3 separate regions of the Zea mays genome follow, and all the other regions are linked to region 1. The links are chromatin contacts, called in public Hi-C maps. All regions are on one chromosome and are shown on one strand. The core of a region is the stretch at or near the end of the contact, and the rest is flanking DNA. Distances in the headings are between cores, read along the strand shown. Region 1 holds the start of LOC100285980. Region 2 holds the start of LOC541873 (homocysteine S-methyltransferase 1). Region 3 holds the start of LOC100279076.

Region 1 (4,744 bases), core at 1,157-3,656:
GGAATGTCAGCTGCTCGATAAAATTCACGGTCGATGCCAATTACTCCGGCGCGTACAGATTGCTTCGGTTACACGTCTCACGCACCCGGTGCCATCTGGCCGGCGGTCCGGACTTTTTGAATGCTTCTTTAAAATCCCGTACCGTACGTACATACGCGAGGCTAATAATTGGCGCGGGAAGAGAGAGGAAGGAATCCCGAGGAAGAGGAACAGTGGCGCCAACTAATGTCACATGGATCAGCGAAACTACCCTAGCCGGCCCGGCCTGCAACTCCGGACACCGGCTCACATGCGCAACTTGCCCTGGGACTTTGCCTCCACGAATCTACTACCGGTTCAGTGCTCAGCATTTAGAAAGTAGAAACTATAGAGAGATGTTCAAAGGACCAAGCAAGGCAGGGGTGGGTGGGTGGAGGAGCTGGCCTCGAAACGGCGGTCTCCAGGACCAGTCATGGTTGTCACGTCTGGCCTTAAACTCGACTATCTGGGCTAGCTGCCAATGCCGCTATAACCAATTGCTAGCAAACAGTTGGTTCGTTCGCAGCGACACAGCAACTACGCCGCGCCATGGCTGCACTGGCATGACGGAAAACACGCAATACCCCCGGGGGGCGGGGCGGGGCTCGGTTGCAAGGGGAGTAGGGGACCGGATGCAACGTGGGGCAGGCAGAAGATTAGGTTCCAGCGAATTGATTGAGGGCCGCCACCAATCCGGATGGAGGGATTTTTCTCCCTCTTCACCTGTCACAGAATATTGCCAGGCTGTGTATGGCGAAACGATCGTCCTCGCCCAACCCGCCCACCGACAGTACGGGGGTAACGACCTCGTCAGGAAGAAACGGTAAAAATGGTGGAAGGCGGGAAATTTTACCGTGCAGCAGGGCGGAGAGGCTGCCCATGGACATGTAGTCGTAGACGAGGAGCTTCTCGTCCTTGCTGAAGTAGTAGGCGCGGAGGGGCACCACCAGCTCGTGCTGCACGGCGCCGATGGCCGCGATGCGCTCCCGGAACTCCGGCTCCGGGAGGTCCACGTCCTTGAGCCGCTTCACCGCCACGGCGGACCCGTTCTCCATCACCGCCTTGTACGCCGTCCCGAACGCGCCCTTGCCAAGCACCTCCGCCGAGGCGCGCAGCAGGTCCTCCAGGTCGAACGGCGGGGCCGCCGCCATGGGGCCGAAGAAGATGAGCTTCTTGGACCCGGTCGACCCGCCGGTCTTTGCTGCCGCCGTAGCCACAGCGGCGGCAGCGGCGGCGGTAGGAACTGCGACGGCCGCCGCAACGCCGTTGTGGCCGCCTGCTGAGCCGTTCTGTCCCTTTGGCTCGACATCCATCGGCCCCATGCCGAGTTCCCGCCCCTTCTCCGCCGCCGCCGCCGCCGACCGTGGCGCGCTGGACCTCTTCCGGCAGAGGAAGAAAAGCAGGGCGAGCAAGAGCAGCACGCCGAACACAGAGCCGATGGCAATGCCAGCGATGGCGCCGCCGGAGAGCTTCTTCTTCTTGCCGCCACCGACGTCGCCTGCACCGCCCGCGCCTGGCTGCGACTCCGGCGCTCCGGCCGGCGTGGGCGCGGACTCGCCGGGGCACAGGCCGAGTGGACCGCCGCAGAGGCCCGTGTTGCCTAAGAATGAGTCTTTGGGCATCTTCCGGAGCGTGTTGGGGATGGACCCGTTGAGCTGGTTGTACGACACGTTGAACTGCTCCAATGCAGGCAGCTGCAGCTTGGGGATCTCGCCGGTGAAGCTGTTCCCGTCGAGGTACAGCGTTCCGAGGCGGATCAGCTTGTTGAAGTCTTGCGAGATCTTGCCGCTGAACTTGTTCCCCGCGATGTCCAGCCTCACGAGGTTCTTGAGCTCGAACAGCGATGCCGGGACCTCGCCGGAGAAGCTGTTGTGCTGGAAGTAGATGGCCCTGAGCTCGGACAGGCGGGAGAGGTCGTCCGGAATGGGCCCCGTGAGCGCGTTGTACCGGAGGGAGAGCGTGCGGAGCGCCGACAGGTTGCCGAGCACGCCCGAAGGGAGGTTGCCCATGAGCCCGGCGCCGGGGAGGCGGAGCTCGACGACGCGGCCGCTCTCGCAGGTGACGCCCTGCCACTGGCACGTGGGCGTGCTGCTGTTCCACGATGGCAGCGCGGAGCGGCCGACCGCCGAGCGTAGCGCCTGCAGCGCCTGCGCGTCGGTGTTGAGGTCATCGGCAGAAAGGGCCGGCAGGGCGGCGGCGAAGACGAAGAGCACCAGGACGGACAAGCCCGCTGCCGGCGCCGGCATTGCGGCAATCGCCGGCGTGGACTTGGGGTGAGCGGGTGTTTAGGTGAGAGAGCCTTAGCTCAGAGGAAGCACTATCATGGAGGGGGATGCTTGTGGGGAGAGTACTAGAAGCAGTAGAAATAGAGTGAGCACGGATTTATGCGTTATAATGGAAGGTTTGGGAGCTGGAGGAGCTGATTAAAGGTGGGATTCGGAGAGCTCATTGGCTTAACGCCTGGCCTGATTGCTTTAATGATAGCCGCTGCAGGTGGCTCTTACTGGAGCTTGGTTGGAGGATTTTCGCTTTCCATCCAATGCTACTGGGAGAAAAGGGCAACATGGCAGTTGTTCTGTTTTTAAGTCTGTATGTGGGACCGGCTGGACAGGAGCAAGGGCAATTAGTATAAATTTCCTCATGATTTCAGTTATGAAAAAAAACAATGGTTATGGTAGATAAGTTGAGCGGCCACCGAGACATTCGAATTTCTTCTGATCCTTTGCCCTGCTACTCCTCATGTTGATTTGTCAGTCTATATAGCGTTTGCTAGAATGCATTTGACAGTAAGAAATTCCCTATGTAAATATTCTTCAGGTTTTGTTTAGGTGTCAAATATTCTTCACTTTAATCTATATATGTTGGAGGAGTTTAATGTAAAAATTTAATCTTAAATCTATCAAAACAATTTAACACACGATGGATGCATATACACATACACGGAGGTAATTTGTCATGCTGCGCTCCAGCGTGGCATCGTAGGCGAGTTCGAACCACATACATGAGTATCATTTTTAAAGCTTACAGCGTAAGGTTTCTCATAGGACAACTCCAAAGTCCTAAAACATATTACTTCCGTTTTTTTTTCTGTCGCGTTTTAGTTAAAAATAAACTAGAGCAAGATAAATATTTAAAAACAGATGTTATATTAAATAATTTAATTATAATAAATAGAGGATCCAAGTAGGATCAATGATTAGAGACATCCTGTATATAAGGAACTATCTTTTAGGATGGTATTTTAGGATGGTATAGTAAAATATAATAGAAAATACATGTAACAGAAGAAATGTAGTGATAATTAAAGATAGCCTAACAACATTTCCAATAATACCTTAAAATAGTAGCTCTATCTTAAAATATCCCAATTCATAAAAAACAACTCAAATAGTGTTCGATTTTTAAAAAAATGGCAAAAAAATGTAAGGCACTCCATAAAGTGACTCAAATATTTCGCACCCAGACTAGTGTCATATCATTATTTTCTATATCATTTTCAATATTTTCTTTAATTCACTCACAAAAAATACATGATTTAGGACTTAACTATAGAAACACAATTTATTTTTAGTGTCGCTTTGAATGATATAGTATTTGATTTTTTAGCATTATTTAGATTCACTATGTTGGAGATGCTCTAAGGTGTATAGGAACCAGGCTAACAAGATCCTAAACTAGTCATATCGAGATCGGCTAGGGTAGTTGCAGCACAACACAGGAATCTGTTATAAATGAATACGACACAAAGGGGATCAATCACAGAGAAGACACAGATTTAACGTGGAAAAACCCTCTAAAGCGAAGGGAAAAACCACGGGCGCCGGCCAACAACTTCTCATTTTTTTCAGGTGGTTACAGATCGCAGGAGATTTACAATTGAGATGATTATCTCCTGCGGCTTACAAAGATATTTATAGAGGTGAAACCCTAAAACGAGTAGGGAAACGATCCGTACCCCCCCCCCCCGCACCCCAGGCGTCCCTGGGCCGCGGGAAGGCCAGTTGGCATCGCTGCGCTCTGGCCCAAACCTCCCGGCGACGAGCCTCCGATTCGCTCACCAACTTGGTCGCAATCTTCAGAATTTAGATCACAAACTCAACAGAATCGACCTTGGCAAGGCTGAGCTCCATCCCCCGGCAAGATCCTCTGCCGTAAAATCCGTGAATGTTACGGTAGAAGGCGGTTAGCGTGTGGGTCTACCGTAACCTGGCCCACGCGTCAGCCGTAGGACATTACGGTAGAGGAGCTGTGTCCTCTGTCCTCCCCCTCTCCTCTCAAGACTTCAATGTATTTTTCATGATCATTGATATCTAGATTAAAGCCAAGTGAACCACCAGCTCGTTACTTTATAGGGTGTTTGGTTGAAGGAATAAGCTAGTTTATTATTTTCTCACTCTTAATTTTTTTTGATTGGTTTGTGGAATGAAATGAGTTAATCCATCACTAACTCATTTTTCATAGTTAGTTAGTATAACATGAGGAACACGGTCATCACACCAAGTTTAAGAAATATATTCATGATGCACTATCTCATTTTAGATAGAGTGATTTCTCAAACCAAACGACCTTTTAGCTCTGGGTCAAATTTAGTCCTCAACAACCATCTTCGTTTCTGTGGCTTTTGCAAGAAGATCACAACTGTCTGCCCTGAGATTGGACCTGTGTGCTGTGTTTGCTGATCAACCAGACCCATGCCCTATGTCAGTCCCTGGCTGGCTGGCTGCGC
Region 2 (4,744 bases), core at 911-3,410, 170 kb before region 1:
AACCACAGAGAACAATATATAGTGAACCTATCTAAACTTTTTTCTATCCATGACTAGTTCTAATTAGTTGATTTTAATATTTCTAATAACGTGTTAAAACTACTTCGTAGTATGTTTACATATACCTTTTGACATTATTAACGATACATCAATGTTAAATAGTTTTCACGATATAACAAAGATCATAAGTTCATAATATAACAATTTCTCACAAAAGTTCACAGGTCCACACCTTTTAAAAATTATGGAAAATTCTGAGACCTAATTCCGAAAAATTCTGAGACCTAAATTCGGTTACTGAAGGAAATAGTCCGTAAAACACAACACCGATTTTGATACAAAATTTCAATAACCAATTCTATTTCAAAAAATACTATTATCGATGAATCTAATTAAAAATTAAAAATAGTTTCCAGAATTTTAAAAAACGATACCATTTTCATCCCATCTGCGGGGGGCGTTGGGACGTCTTCTCGGATGTCCGCCGTCCGCGCGGCACGTGAGAGAATTCCTTGTGTTGGCGGACGGTCACGCGGTGGCAGCCTGGCAGGGAGGGAGCTGGACGGAGGCCTGATGGGCCAAATGGGTCTGACGTACACAATCATTTTGGGCCGAAGTGAGATCATGTGCGTTTGCTTGGTGTGTGCGTTTACAAGGTCTAGATGGTCTACTGCCACTTCTAGCCGACAAAACTTATTACGTTACGCAGCAACGCACTTTATATCCATCATCTATATTCATTCTTTGCAGTCTTCTCTAAAAGATTTTATCTTCTATATCTCTTTCCTCTCCAACAACGTTCTCTAAAATATAAATCACGTCCTCTATACGCAAATATCTATATTAGAGACATTTTTTATTTTTTACTTTTTGTATATACATATTTGTCATACTCTTAAATTTATTGTACATATTTTAGTTTTACTAAATCGATTATTTAAAGTTTTCAAATAGATAGAGGACCGTTTAGAAAAAAAACTATACATAGAGAGAGAATCCAGCAGCGTTCTCTAAATTTAGAGGACGCTACTGGAGAGCGTAGAGGATCGTTTGATCCTCTATATTTAGAGTACAGTAGGCTGTAGGAGCTTTTGTTGGAGCCAGGCTTGGAAAAGGAACAGAAGTCCATGGTGGTGGCGCAAACTGAATCGATGGACTGCCTCGCTACCCACGTTTCGCATTTTGTGGAATGAAGCAAGCAGCAAGGCAACGAAGTCCAGTTCTGTTGGCTCGGTTCATTCTGGGGTAGGTTCAGTTGAATGTTGCCGGATACCGTGGTGTGTAATGAACCGATTACCACACCTTCGGCACTCTTGGGTGGTTGCACCGCGCCCAACTCTTGGAGTGCACTGCACTGTCCTCCGATACGTCACGTCTAAGAAGACTAGAAGAGGACGGTCTTCTATGAGAACATTGGGCTGGCCACAGTATGTATGTAGCTGCAAAAAAAAAAAAAAATGTCGAAATTTACCGCAAAAAAAAAGAGAGTTCATTTTATGGCTGACAATTCATTGCATGTTTGAGTTATAGTAAAAAGGTTATGCTCATATGACTGAGTTATAGATTTATTTAGATAAATTTACAACTAAATTAGTTTTACTGAGATTTATCACAAATTCAAGTAAATTAAATGAAAAAGAAGAAAAACATCACGTAAACAGCCAGGAGGTCACGTCGGATCTTGAAAGATAAGTGAGGAGTTATATCTGATTTTATAGTTAAGGGAGGAAATATGAGTTTTGTGTGATCGAGAGAGATAAAATATACTTTTTTCCAATTTTACCCGCTGACCATCTCCCTCTGCTGCACCGCCCACCCCATCCCGATGAAACTGTGGAAATACAGTTTGCGTCAGCAAGAGAAAATTTCTCGTGTTAAGAAAGACAACAAAATTCCGGTTACAATACGGCATATCGTTGAAAGTGCGCCGGGTTCAAACGCGAAGCAACGGCATACCGTCGTGGTCCTGGACTGGACCTGGATGGTCCAGCTGTTCTGCGAGCGCACCTACCCCAGAAACCAGTCCGCGTTCGTTGCCACGCTCGATCGGATTGCTTTGCTTCTCGCCAAATTTAGTGGTCGTGTACCTACCCTAAAGGCCTAAACCATCTCATTCTCACCGATATATATACATCCCTCTCCGTCTCCCTACCGCTCCCGTCCCGTCCGCTGCTGGCTCTGCATATCCCGCGCCCGACTCCCGTTGCTGCGTGCGGCGGCCCGACTAGTCGCGCCGCGCTCGGGCTCGGCTTGATTGAACCGGCCGGGATGGGGGTGTTGGAGGACCTCGTGGCGAGAGCGGGCGGGTGCGCGGTCATCGACGGCGGCTTCGCCACGCAGCTAGAGGCGCTCGGCGCCGACATCAACGACCCGCTCTGGAGCGCCGCTTGCCTCATCACCAGGCCGCACCTCGTCAAGGAGGTAATAACAGCTCTGGGCCAACGACCCGCCGGGCCGGCATGTTTTACGCTGTATGTTTGCAGTTGCGATGCAATGCGTGCGACCCCCAACAGGCGCCATCTGTTTGCTGTGTTTCTGTTCTCCACGAGTACCCACGAGAAATAAACTATTGCTGCGCTAGATGTGAATGTGATCCTGCAGATACTGAGTTTGCGCATGTTGTTAATGGGTTGGGTTCATGTAGGTTTAATCGGTTTGGTTTTTAAGTGGGTGCATTTTAGATGGGAGGGAACGGGCTGGGTTGGTTTTAACAGAAAATTGGGCTGGGTGATTTAGGATTTGGTACTTTTTTTTGGGGGGGGGGGGGGGGGGGGGGGGGGTTGAATGGGTTGAACTCATAGGTTGATGTTGCATTTTTCATTATTGTACTTTACATTTATATTGATTTGAGATAGACTTAGTCACTGAGTGTAACACAAATTACATAGGCAGTACGTTAATTTAAGGTGGGGGTCCATGTGTTGTGTTTATCTTAGCACACTAATTCGTATAGAGTAGCGTTATGGTACTTTGAATCTTATCTAATAAATTTTAGTTAACTTTGTTAAAAATTTAAGGTGCGGTGCGGATGCAAATTTTTATTTCTAGGGTTTGGCTTTTGATCTGGGTCGCTTGTGTAGATCTTGCCGTGCTAACTGCCACATATTAGCTTCATAGTATTTTGGATCCTATTTAACAAATTTTATTTCATTTTATTAAAAAATTAAGATATGAACGCCAGCTTCATAATATTTTGTAAATACTTAACAGATTTCAATCAATTTCGATAAAATTTTAAGATATGAACGTGAACTCTTATTTTTAGGGTCTGATTTTTGAGTGGTCCCATGTGCTGACACAGATTATTTTCGTGATCTTTTGAATCCTGTTTGACAAGTTTCAATCAATTCCGATAAATTTTTAAGGTGTCAATGCGAGCTTTTGTTTCTAAGGTCTGACTTTGATGTGGGGCCCACATATTGATCTAGTAGTCCTAATTCGTATGAATTAGTTAACTGTTGCATTAAACCATTTGCAAAAGGTTCTTGTCGACTTTGACAAAAGTTTATAATGTGAGAATGGGATTTTAAATTCAAGGGTTCGATTTTTGACGTGAACCTATATGTCTTATGAAAACTTATATCTACACTTTATGCAAATCTATGGGTTTTCATAATAAACCTGCAGGTTTTAATTAGTTTATGGGTTGGGTTGAAAGTGTAAAAATATAGATGGGTGGGTGGAAGAAGAGAGTAAATTTGTTATGAGTCGAATTGGGTATGGCATGGAATTTAACCCATTAGCATGCCTAGTTGCTAATGATACCTTATGGGGGGTTGGTAATTGTATTTTTCTGTTTTTTCTATTAAAAATTTGATCTGTCTTAAAAAAAGTAGTGGATCTGAGTCTGGGTAGGTCAAATAGACCGAGTCAAAGGAAGGGTTGAATTTTTCTGGCTCTTTGGTCTTCGTAGATGGTGGTGATTGGTGAGCAGCCCAAGAACAAATCCCCTTAAGAAAGACAAATGTACATTTCTTTGTGGATGCCAAACATTCCCTGTGCCTTTTTAGTCTTTGGCAGTTAGGCTTCAGGTGCTTTGCTCCTGTAAATAAATGTGGACATTGTTTAGTTGGGCACAATCTGTCATTAGAAATCCAGAATGGCTTTCGGTGGCATGGAAGTTCCGGTCTTATCCAACCTTTGAAACGCTCACCGACAGACAGGACAAACAAACCCTACCCGCCACCGACCAGTGCATCTAGGACCACCTGGCAAGTTTGACAGACTACTGAGTTTGGATGGATGCCTACTTTATAGAATAAGAACAGCGCAAGGAGTTCAAAGCTTTTGAGCTGTCTGCAGCTATCCATTTTGACACCTTGCGATTTCACCTGTCTAGGTTCATATGCAGTATCTTGAAGCTGGTGCGGACGTCATCATTTCATCATCTTACCAGGTACAACTGGTCCATTCCATCTTCAGAACTGTAGGCATTGACTAGATTCTGCAGTTCATGGCTGTTGCATGTTTAAAACTCAATAGAGATTCAAGTGTTACTTATTTCACACGCATTTCTTCACCTGCAGGCAACAATCCCGGGTTTCATAGCTAGAGGAATGTCTGTCGCTGAGGCAGAAGATTTACTGCGAACAAGTGTAAAACTGGCCAATGAAGCTCGAGATGAATTTTGGAAGTCAACACTGAGGAAGTCCAAACCTATTTACAACCGTGCTCTGGTTGCTGCATCCATTGGTAGCTACGGAGCCTATCTTGCTGATGGATCGGAGTACAGGTAACACGACCA
Region 3 (4,744 bases), core at 797-3,296, 140 kb before region 1:
CATCTGACCTCCGTATTTGTGTCTTTGGTTGCACAAGCTCGATTTGTTACAAGTTTTGGCGTTTCTGCAATAGCATAACTGTGATCGCTTTCGTCAACAAAGATTTTCTTACACTTTGGTTTCTCTGCTTTTTTTTTTGTTGTCGCTGTCATCGCGTGCAGGTGCGTACATTGGCGTGAACATTGGCACGGCCATGTCGTCGGTCCCGGCGCCGACGCAGATCACCACGCTGCTCCGCTCGCAGAACATCCGCCACGTCCGCCTCTACGACGCCGACCCCGCCATGCTAGCGGCGCTCTCCAACACCGGCATCCGCGTCATCGTGTCCGTGCCTAACGAGCAGCTGCTGGCCATCGGCAACTCCAACGCGACGGCGGCCAACTGGGTGGCGCGCAACGTGGCCGCGCACTTCCCCGCCGTCAACATCACGGCCATCGCCGTGGGCTCCGAGGTGCTCTCCGCGCAGCCCAACGCGGCGCCGCTGCTCATGCCCGCCATGCGCTACCTCCAGAACGCGCTGGTGGCCGCGGCGCTGGACCGGTACATCAAGATCTCGACGCCGCACTCGTCGTCCATCATCCTCGACTCCTTCCCGCCGTCGCAGGCCTTCTTCAACAGGTCGCTGGACAGCGTGCTGGTGCCGATGCTCAAGTTCCTGCAGTCCACGGGGTCGCCGCTCATGCTCAACGTGTACCCTTACTACGACTACATGCGCTCCAACGGCGTCATCCCGCTGGACTACGCGCTGTTCCGGCCGCTGCCGGCCAACAAGGAGGCCGTGGACGCCAACACCCTGCTGCACTACACCAACGTGTTCGACGCGGTGGTGGACGCCGCCTACTTCGCCATGGCGTACCTCAATGTCACCAACGTGCCGGTGATGGTGACGGAGACCGGGTGGCCGCACAAGGGCGACCCTTCCTCGGAGCCCGACGCCACCTCCGACAACGCCGACACGTACAACAGCAACCTCATCCGGCACGTGATGAACAGCACCGGCACGCCGAAGCACCCCAGGGTGGCCGTGCCGACCTACATCTACGAGCTGTACGACGAGGACACCCGGCCCGGCTCCACGTCGGAGAAGTACTGGGGCCTGTTCGACATGAACGGCGTCCCGGCCTACACCCTGCACCTGACGGGCTCCGGCGTCCTGCTGGCCAACGACACGACGAACCAGACCTACTGCGTGGCGCGGGAGGGCGCGGACCCCAAGATGTTGCAGGCGGCGCTGGACTGGGCGTGCGGCCCCGGGAAGGTGGACTGCTCCGTGCTGATGCAGGGCCAGCCGTGCTACGACCCGGACACCGTGGAGGCGCACGCCACGTACGCCTTCAACGCCTACTACCACGGCATGGGAATGGGCTCCGGGACGTGCTACTTCAGCGGCGTCGCGGTCGTCACGACGACCGACCCGAGTAAGAAAGAAGATCACCATGCATTATGCCTCTGCTGCTGCTGGCATGGTTTGACTCATTCGTTGTGTTGCGTTTGCGTGTCTGGTGCTTCTTTCTTCAGGCCACGGATCTTGTGTTTATGGTGGGAAGAACGGGACGTCGTTGATGAACGGCACCTCGCTGGCGCCGTCGTCGAACTCCACGGAGGGAGGCTCCGGCGCGCACCGGGAGTTCGGCGACGTCTCGTCACTCGTCCGCATCGTCTCCGCAGCGCTGCTCTTCAGCGCCCTCCTCCTGTTGTAGTTACTACTAGAGCTACTAGGCACCCTGGAATCAATGCAGTCTTTGCAGAGTTAGGCATTCGTCGTGAAGGAGGGATGATTCTTTTTGCTGTGGAACGGAGGCGGATGTGCTTCTGTTCTGATGCTCTTGTCATCTGCTGGGTTTCTCTATTGGCATCGAACGGAAATTGGTTTGCTTCCCCGCAATTGCTCCGGTTGATCGTGATGACTGAGCAAAGAGGATGCTTAGGGTTTCAGGTAGAGATTGTTACAACACACAACGCTAGGGTCGGAAAATACTGGCCATTGTTCACCACCGACTTGTGTCGAAACCAGTGTGTTGCAGCAAAGGTTAATCAGCATCGAAGTTCAGAACTAACAAAGCACAACACCAGCTACCCCGGGCGGGAGTAATCAGGTGTATCGTGTTCATCCTTTTTAGAGACGAAGCAGCTACGGTCCATTGGCATCCAAAGACGGCAACGGCCCTGCACGCCTCTGTCAACGTGCGGCGGCGTGCCTCAGCTAGATGGGATGGGCCGACCACAATCATTTTTTGGCCCACGCGGCCGGAATGGGTGTAGCTGTAATTTGCCCTTTTCAGCCGTGCGAGCGCCCTGTATATAACAGGGCAAAGGCCAAAGGGCATCGGTCTGGTTTTTCCTCCGCGTCGCCGCCTTCATCACCCTGCAACGATCTCCTTGCAACGACCACAACCATTTTTTTTGTTGCTTTGTTTTTCGAGTCGCTATGCTCACGTAGGGTGAAATCTTGTTCTCGTTTCTTCGATTGGTTTACTTCAAGACGTTCTCTGCTCGGGCACTCTTCGAGTTTTGAAAGTTCTGAAGCCCTGGTCGCAGCTGTGCGCATCCTGGCTTTGGTTACCGAAGAGATGCGAGATCATACACCTGGACCTCTGGACATGCGTCTTCTTTCTATAGCTCCTCGCGTTTTCTCTCGTGGGTCCAACAATTCCCTTCCCTTACACTTGTGAATAACGAGATTTGTTGTTGGTTGTTTGCATCTATTTTTGTTGTTGTTTTTCTCTAAATGATTTTGTTTGGATTAATCAGTTATATCTTGAATCCGTGACGACGATTCGATGGCTCGATGATGATTATTCTTGCTTTAACCACACCGAACCAAAGGCAAGAGGAATGGTGCTTTCTTCCTACCCTCTGCGTTGTGCTCTCTTCTCTTGGCGTTTCCTCGTGAAATCTTGCTCTCTTGTTGAAGAATACAGCTCCTGCTTTTCTTCCGCGGGTGCGGGAGGGAGAGATAGAAGGATACGGTAAGATTTGGTAGCGTGGCTACAGGGAAAGCGGAAGGCCTCTTCCGATGTTCCTGTTGAATAATTAGACAAATTCCAAATTAAATTCCGAATATAAATCATGACCAAATCAGAAGAACTGAAATAAAAGCCAAATCAGATGATGCGTACTGATTAGACTTACTGATTGTTGGCGCGCGCCAGGATCAGCTGGGTCGACGATGTCAGAAGATCACGAGCAGTCGCGTGAAGACGCTTCCCAAAAACCTTATTCGCCCTCTCCCGGTGCAGGATCTAGAAGACGAAGGGTTCCGGAGACCTGCTCTCCTGATCGCAGATGCACCTCTGCGGTCGGGACGAAGGGAACTAAAAGGCGGCTCAGCTATGAAGAGAGGCGAAAGCGAACTGGAATCTGGGGATGATTTGGAGGCTGGCTGCCGGGCTCCTTTTATAGGGTCGAGTCCGCGACCCCCCGTGCTTATCCGCCCACGAAAATCTCGCAATCAGTTGAGATTTTGTAGCGATCGGTTAGGATAAGCGTAACAGCCAAGAAACCAAAAAATCAAACGGCAAAAGGTAGCCGCGCCCCCCGCAAGGCGAGGGGCCGGATTTCGGCGGACCATTCACGCGCATGTCGTGCGCCCGCGCCCTTCGCCCTGCCCCGGCCCGGCCAGGCCAGGCCAGGCCAGGCCAGGCCAGGCCACGCGAGGCGAGCGAGCGCGCGCGTGTGGCTCTCCACACTCTCTCCTCTCATCCATGACTTGGTGAGTGAGTGTGGCTTCCATATTTAAGCTAGCTCTACTCCACAAGAGCTAGCAATATGGTGCTATTGGTTCCACCTATCCCTTTGCCATCCACTTATATGGGCTTTTGAGATTTTCCTAAAATTATTAGAAATTCTTAATTGGGCCAAGCCCATAAATCCTAACAATCCCCCACCAGATCTCAAATGCCCATCTGCAGTTTTCGCCACTGTTCACTACCGTTTAATATACTAGTTTTTCAGCAGAGACTGTTAAGTTGAACTTCCGCCTAGAACTCCAAGTTACACCAACCCACAACTTGGACAATGGACTATGCCTTGAATTGCAAGTTTTGCGTGAATGGGTTTCACTTGAAGTCATGACCAGTACTTGGCTACCAGTAGTCCCCTTCTCGGGTGGAGCATATACGTCGTACTCCAAGGTCTCTTCATGAGTTTACTAGAGATCACCCAAATCTCATAGACTGCGACGTTAGACAGTCTAACTCATATAGGTGTGTTCTTTCAAAGAATGTTCTGCAGGACAACATCTTCGCTAATACAAGCCAACAGAACACATTAAGGCACAAAGCCAACCTGCCTTACAGCATTTGAGAGTATTGCATCTTTACTTAGAGAGGGTCAAAAGTTACTCTCCTCAGTTCACCAATGGCTTGTTCTTCCCAGGACCTAATTCACGGGATCTCCGATCACATAGACTGGGTTTCCACCATGGCAACTTTATTCGGGTCTCATACCCATCTCTCTCGATGCGATTTCTATCACATTACGTGGTAGTCCCTTGGTAAAAGGATCTGCCAGATTTTTATCTGTTGAAATATAAGTCACACTTATAACTCCGGAGTTTCTCAACTTTCTGACAGACTTCAATCGTCTTTTGACATGTCTTGATGACTTTCCATTATCCTTAGAACTCGTCACTTTAGCAATCACTGTCTGATTGTCACAGTTCATAAGGATAGCTGGTATTGGTTTCTCAACCACCGGCAAGTCCATCAAGAGTTCACGCAACCATTCTGCCTCAACGGTTGCT

The links. A called contact is a pair of places that touch in the nucleus more often than the background predicts.
Region 2: a Hi-C map of ear shows a contact between it and region 1, with 1.6 times the contacts expected there. The contact joins the promoter of LOC541873 here to the promoter of LOC100285980 in region 1. A contact is called at or near these places in 3 of 25 Hi-C or Micro-C datasets (ear, leaf and tassel).
Region 3: a Hi-C map of leaf shows a contact between it and region 1, with 4 times the contacts expected there. The contact joins the promoter of LOC100279076 here to the promoter of LOC100285980 in region 1. A contact is called at or near these places in 5 of 25 Hi-C or Micro-C datasets (bundle sheath, ear, leaf and 1 more).

The regions. Positions count from the first base shown.
Region 1 is chr9:152,298,983-152,303,726 of Zm-B73-REFERENCE-NAM-5.0, reverse strand. LOC100285980 reads right to left here and starts at 2,406. Exons shown (of 2, transcript NM_001158869.2): 1 at 872-2,406. The coding sequence starts at 2,264.
Region 2 is chr9:152,472,388-152,477,131 of Zm-B73-REFERENCE-NAM-5.0, reverse strand. LOC541873 (homocysteine S-methyltransferase 1) reads left to right here and starts at 2,160. Exons shown (of 7, transcript NM_001111541.1): 1 at 2,160-2,421; 2 at 4,340-4,396; 3 at 4,527-4,732. The coding sequence starts at 2,269.
Region 3 is chr9:152,434,712-152,439,455 of Zm-B73-REFERENCE-NAM-5.0, reverse strand. LOC100279076 reads left to right here and starts at 2,046. Exons shown (of 1, transcript NM_001152127.2): 1 at 2,046-2,776. The coding sequence starts at 2,208. The coding sequence ends at 2,672. LOC100283770 (glucan endo-1,3-beta-glucosidase 3) reads left to right here. Exons shown (of 3, transcript NM_001156669.2): 2 at 162-1,418; 3 at 1,519-1,880. The coding sequence ends at 1,700.